Linked DNA regions of Mus musculus: region 2 is linked to region 1. Evidence: chromatin contacts called from public promoter capture Hi-C data. All regions are on one chromosome and are shown on one strand. The core of a region is the stretch at or near the end of the contact, and the rest is flanking DNA. Distances in the headings are between cores, read along the strand shown. Region 1 holds the start of Dnm3 (dynamin 3). Region 2 holds the start of Tbx19 (T-box 19).

Evidence for each region. Promoter capture Hi-C pulls out the DNA fragments that hold promoters and counts their contacts.
Region 2: a promoter capture Hi-C map of hippocampal neurons shows a contact between it and region 1, with 7 times the contacts expected there. The contact joins the promoter of Tbx19 here to the promoter of Dnm3 in region 1.

The regions. Positions count from the first base shown.
Region 1 is chr1:162,476,477-162,479,573 of GRCm38.p6, reverse strand. It overlaps Dnm3 (dynamin 3), which reads left to right and starts at 1,540. Exons shown (of 21, transcript NM_001038619.2): 1 at 1,540-1,911. The coding sequence starts at 1,751. It overlaps Gm31985 (a long non-coding RNA gene), which reads right to left and starts at 2,908. Exons shown (of 3, transcript XR_373653.3): 1 at 2,699-2,908.
Region 2 is chr1:165,159,133-165,162,229 of GRCm38.p6, reverse strand. Tbx19 (T-box 19) reads left to right here and starts at 1,457. Exons shown (of 8, transcript NM_032005.4): 1 at 1,457-1,864. The coding sequence starts at 1,668.

The DNA.
Region 1 (3,097 bases), core at 291-2,790:
CATCTTTCTGCTTGGAAGATGGCTGCCATCTTGTTGTGTCTTTGTATGGCAGATGGGGCTGGGTCTCTGGTGTCTTTTATTACAGGAACACTAGCTCTTTCAAACTAGAGTTCCACCATTATGACTTTATTTAACCATAATCATTTCTTTATATCAAATACATTGACCTTGGAAGGATCTAGAATCACCATGGAAACAAACCTCTGGGCGTGTCTTTAGCTAGGTTAGTTAAGGTGGGACTACTCCACGTGTTGGGATTTCTGAGATTTCTGACTGCCTAGGAAGGACAAAGGTAGCTGATGATCAGCATCCGTTTAACTCTGCCTTCTGACTATAGATGCAATATGACCAGCCTCCACCCTCTTCTGCCACAGACGTCCCTGCCACCAGCTCCTCAGGGTCAGTGCGTAGAGGTTGCTGCAATAGTGGTCCAAAGTTTCCATCCCAAACCGGCAGCAAAGCATGGCTCTGTACTCCATGTGGTACTGGTTTTGCAGGCATGAAAAGTGAAAGACTGACTCAGCTATCATATAGCATATCCAGAGAGCCACCGAGCCTAGGAAACGTGGGGCAGGCTCAGACTTGGTTCACTGTTGTCCTAGAAGGGCAATAGTGCAATGGTGATGCCTAAGTGACAGTGAAGACCCCAGGGTGCTAGAGATGCAACACATTTTCCTATGTAGTCTCTAGTCTTTAGGTTACTTAAAGCCATTGGGCAATCATCAGATGGAAGATGTGCAGGACAAGTAAATATTGCGCACTAAATCCTGAGAGGTATCAGTATTCAAAATGCACAGGAAACAGGACCACGATAAGGAGGTGAAGAACCATGGCCATTTATCTTCGTGTCTCCATCTCCGGGCACAGACTCTTCTCAGTGTGCTAAATTTAACGGATCGAGTGCAGACTGCGTGGTTACAATGGACTCAACAGCCAATCTCTTTGTCCTGACCAGGAGCTAAAAGGACAGTTAGCTCAGGCAAGGAATTCTAAAAGCCAGAATGAGTATGGTAGGAGTAGGGAACAGAAAGGTTCAAGGAACTACACTTTAGCTTACAGAAGGTAGAGTAGGACAGGCTGGTAATGATGAGTACTTCAATAAGGTCAGGTAACCCAGTTTTCTAATGGGGATTGACTCTAAAAGGCCAGTTTATCTCTGCATCCCACAGCAATCTGGGGTTTTGGAGTAGGGGGTGAAATGTGAGATTTCCTTTTGGGAAATGTATTCTGGTGCGTACAGTGGTGGTGGTGCATGGTGAAGCTGATGTCAACGTGCTGTTAGCTGATGGTAGATGGTAGTGCTTTCCTCTAGGCTTCGTCTGTGTGGTTTAGCTCCTTCAAAAGGAACAACAATTCCTGTTGGGTGTGATTTTAGGCTTTTCCTTGACCAAGTGCAGTACTCTGCCCTTTAGCCTGGGCAGTGGCATCTGACTGAAGCTGGGAGGCAGTCCAACCGTAGGCCAGTAGGATTGGAAACTCTAGGGAGAAGCAGGGCGAGAGGCGTGGTGTGGGCGTGACCGTCTCAGGACCAGGCCACGCCTCCTTCGCCTCTCTGGGCTGCGCAAGCGCGTCGTGGGCTGTGAGCTGTCAGGATCCTAGCAGTGGGAGGCAGGGATCGGACATCGGTGCAGGGACTCCGCCGTGTGAGCCCCGCACAGCGACAACCGGGACAAGTGCTTCGAGGCCTGGGCTGCCTGCCAGGTCACACAGTCGAACAGGGACCTGTGGGGCAGTTGGCCGCACAGGCAAGATGGGGAACCGGGAGATGGAAGAGCTGATCCCTCTGGTGAACCGTCTGCAGGACGCTTTCTCGGCTCTGGGACAGAGCTGTCTGCTAGAGCTGCCACAGATCGCCGTGGTGGGCGGCCAGAGCGCCGGCAAGAGCTCAGTGCTCGAGAATTTCGTGGGCAGGTGAGCGCACCGGGAGCGCGGTGGGGGCGCGTCCGTGGGGGTGGGGGGAGCCCCGTGCTTCAGGCCGTTGGAACATGGAACGGTGTGGGGAGCCCCGAGGGTGGACTAGAGGCTGCAGCGGATTGGAGGCAGAGCACTAGTGTTTCTAGAGCGGGCGGGGTCCTCCTTGCTCTGAGCATCCTTCGCCCCAGCATTCTCTACCCGGTGGTGACCCCCTGTCTGCCTTTCATCCTGCCATACAAAGCCATTTCCTCCCCACCCTCGGTGGGGGAGTCGGGGTACGCCCTGGGATCCACTTCCCTCGCTGGCTTGGTGCGCGCCAGCCCCTGGCAGCCTGGAAGCGCAGCCTGGTGCTTTCCAGTCGCCAGTTCTCTTTCTCAACACCCCTCTCCTTTCCCTGTCACTCTCCTGGAAGCTCTCAGCCGGGATGTACCCCTCCTTCTTCGTCCACACCCCCCTCTCCCCCACCCCACCCCCCCGCCGCCCCGGCCCCCCATCCCCTGTCCCTGACTCTCATCTCAGCTGTTTACTGTTTGAAACAGTCATCGCCTGCCCGAGCAGGGGAGGCGGGGTGTGTGAACCCCGAAATCCCTGTGGTGAAGGCTTACACTGTTTGAAACAGTCATCGCCTGCCCGAGCAGGGGAGGCGGGGTGTGTGAACCCCGAAATCCCTGTGGTGAAGGCTTACACTGTTTGAAACAGTCATCGCCTGCCCCGAGCAGGGGAGGCGGGGTGTGTGAACCCCGAAATCCCTGTGGTGAAGGCTTACGGGGAGATGCTTGCCTACCATTCGCCTTGGGAGCTGAAGAATAAACGGTGGTGTGTTTATGAGTGTGCACCCATTCACTGCTCAGGCATGACTGAAAACCCGAGACCTCCAGGGATGACCGTGGACTTGCGATGTTCAGGTGCCTTGTCATTCCTGCACCATCTCAGAACTGACCAGCATCTCTCTTGCACTCTTTCTATGCCATGCGCCGCCTCCCCCCTCCCGCCCCCCACCAATCCTCTTGCATTCCTTAAGCTCTTGTTTATCCAGCGGGTCTTCAAGATAACATCCAGAATTCAAATTGTAGTTATAGCTTCATGTCTCACAATTTTAAACAACAACAAAGAGTTGTTATTGTTTTGAGTCAGAAATCAACGTTTTTTCCAGCAAACAATTCAGGAAGGATTGAGTTACCTT
Region 2 (3,097 bases), core at 208-2,707, 2.7 Mb before region 1:
GTCCTACTACTCTGCCCTCTAGCAGGTCCCTGCCTGGTCCTAGCCATGACTACTGGGTCCCCTCTTCTGGATACTCAACTTTCTCTGTGTCCTTTCCGTCACTGTTGAGATGCCTTCTCAAATCGCCTTTCTACAGCACAGCATCTAATCAGGACCCTCCCCACCCCAGCCCCGCCTCACCTTGCATGGCTTCCTCCACCACTTCGTCCTTTTGCATGATCTTTATTTTCTTACCGTGGCTGATAACCAAACTACTTCATGTCACTTCTTTCCCCTGTCAGATGGGTCGTTCTACGAAGATATCGCTTCTCTTCTATCACTTCTGTGGAGTGCTTAGTAGGTACTCAGTTCATGTTTGGCATCCTCCACATTCAGACTCCCCCTAAGTTTTCTGCTTTTATTTCCCCATTGCTCTGACATTCTTGTTTTCTTTTATAACAAGATAAACCAGCACCCTAGGCTCTCCTAGGGTTGGGGTGTTCCAGCTGTTTTGATGGTCTCCTTCATGGTTTCTACCTCCCCATCCAGCCACCCTGTGCTGTGTCTTTAGGAGAAGTAACCGTTTCTACTAATTACATCCTCAGGGAATAGCGGGACTCAATCCGGAAGGACAGCGTTGGCCACGGCTGTCCCAAAAGAGAACTGGGAGCCTTTTTGGACCAACGATTAGCATCACTCAGTCCAATGATGTAAAACGTTGATTCCCACCCAGGAGGCGCAGAGTTTTTCTTAGAATAGTTCAGGACAAATTACTTTCCCCCTTCCTTTCACTAGGACTGGAGATAAGAGAGACTAGGGGTCTGGATTCGAGGGAGGAAGATCAAAGTTCAAAGCTGAAAATGAAAAGGACCTTAGAGGTAAAAAGGGTGTGAATGTGGGTGGGTACAGTCAGTGGGGAGATGACAGAGGAGCTCCCTAGGGGAAAGAGGTCTGTAGTTCTTTTCCTCCTGACTTCAGTTTCTTGAGTGTAGCATGCAGAGAGACTTCCTTTATTCTCAGGTCTTGTATCTTGGCACAGAGCCCTTCACCCTCAGCATAGACTGCTCTTGTCTGCAGGGCTTCTGTGTCTGTTCAAGTTGCTAGATCAGGGTGGAGGGAGTTCAGCTGACTACTCTGCCAGGACAGCTTGCCCAGACAGCAAGTTTGTGGCTCCCCTGCCAGCACCTCCTTTTCTATAGGTGCCACATGCCACAATTTATACGCAGACATGATTTGACTGATTGTTGCAGTCCGGGCCTGGAATAATTTTAATTAACGGGAAAACGGTCCTCAATACACCGATTAGACCTCTTCAGGTACAACAAGATAAAAGCCTGATAATTTGGATGGAGTACTCTTCTTAAACGTCTACTGTAGGCAGGGCGGCCAATGGGAAAGCCAGGCTGACTCCCACCTGATCCAGTGAGTAATTAAGAGAGCGCTTTTTCTTCTCCACCTCCCCCCACCCTCTCCTCCCTGCTCCCCAACTGAAGCTTAACAGGTTGGTGGTATAATTTGGAGACTTTCAGGGGTGTCACACTGGAAGCTTTAGCAAGAGCCAAGGCATCTTATTCTACTCCCAGACACTGACCAGCTGGGGTCGAAAAGCCAGCAAGTGAGGGAAGGAAGGAGCCGGAGGCAGAGAAAGTGGGAACGGCTCTCAGCAAAGTTTGAAAGGGTCTACAGCCATGAGTGAACTGGCCACACAGAAGGCTGGCGAAGGCACTGTGTCTCGCCTGCTTAACGTGGTGGAAAGTGAGCTCCAGGCAGGGAGGGAGAAGGGAGACCCTACAGAGAAGCAACTTCAGATCATCCTGGAGGATGCTCCCCTCTGGCAGAGATTCAAGGAAGTCACTAATGAAATGATCGTGACCAAGAACGGCAGGTGAGTTTGACTGCAGCCCACTTGTGCTAGCCTTTGCTTGGCGAGGAAGGTAAGACACCTTTGGTAGTAAAGAGGCTACCACTCTTCGTTCAGAGGCAGCAGGCTCTGAACATCTTAAAGACAGTCTCGGCTGGCCGTCACTCAGCCAACTTAATTTCTTTGAGATAATCAGAGCAGTGGAAGATGGAGGCCACCTGTCTTACCTACATGTATTATATGGGGAATTATTTTGCAGGGGAGCATGCCCCATGCATTGGGGAAGTGGACTCAACTGTCAGAAACTGGTATTAATTTTTGAATGACTGTGTCCCCTGGAGCAGACCTGTGTTCAGTCCTGTTCAGATAATGTGAAAGTTGACTTTATTTGGAAACTGGATAGTTTGTTCTTAAGCACAGCACACCTGTCTGTCAGACGATTTTGACTAGTTGAAGACTGGGATTGAAAGGGCCACATGGCCTATCTCTCTCTGCCTGCTTCCTTGTGCATGTTGAGGGAGAATGAGTTTCGATTGTGTGTTTCACATAGTTAGGAAAGCTGGCGTATAATAGGGAATGAAGCTCTAATGCCCAGTTTTAGGAAAGAGAAGTTTTCTTCTTTCATTCTCCCTGCAAAGAGTGGGGATTGTCCATACCGCTCCCTGCTGGCATTTCTCAGATCCTGTGAAGCTTAGCCTGTTAGGCGCCTTTGAGGGAACTTTAAAGCTTGAGCTTAGCAGAGGAGATGCAAATGTTTTGAAAGAGACTCCCACTGCATGCTCACACATCTTTGGGTACCTATGGACACAAAGTACCCGAAGGACATTTTCAGTAGTGTTAGTTGAGCCCAGACTCTTTTTCTTACACCTTGAGAGAAATTTTGCTTAGAGAGAAAAGTTGAAATTAGCTGAACCTCAGGCTGACTTTTGTCGTTGATAAAAAGCCTTCAATTTCTGGTGTCTTAGCTTTGTAATTATGAATAAAACACAGCAACGAAAGAGAGCTGTCCCTTGTACAGCTGGGAGGATTATGAACGTGAGAGCTGTTGCATGACAATAAACTACTGTAAGACAAAGTTATACAGTAAACACACACATTTTATACACTGCGATCACAGTAGCAAAGCTACCAACCTTGTGTAAAAGTGACAGTCTTTTACTTTCCACACAGACTCCCATGTGTGTACTATACATTTATGGCTTTGAATATTTGAAAATTTAATTTCACACGTTTCTTTTCTTTGTATAAAATATTTTT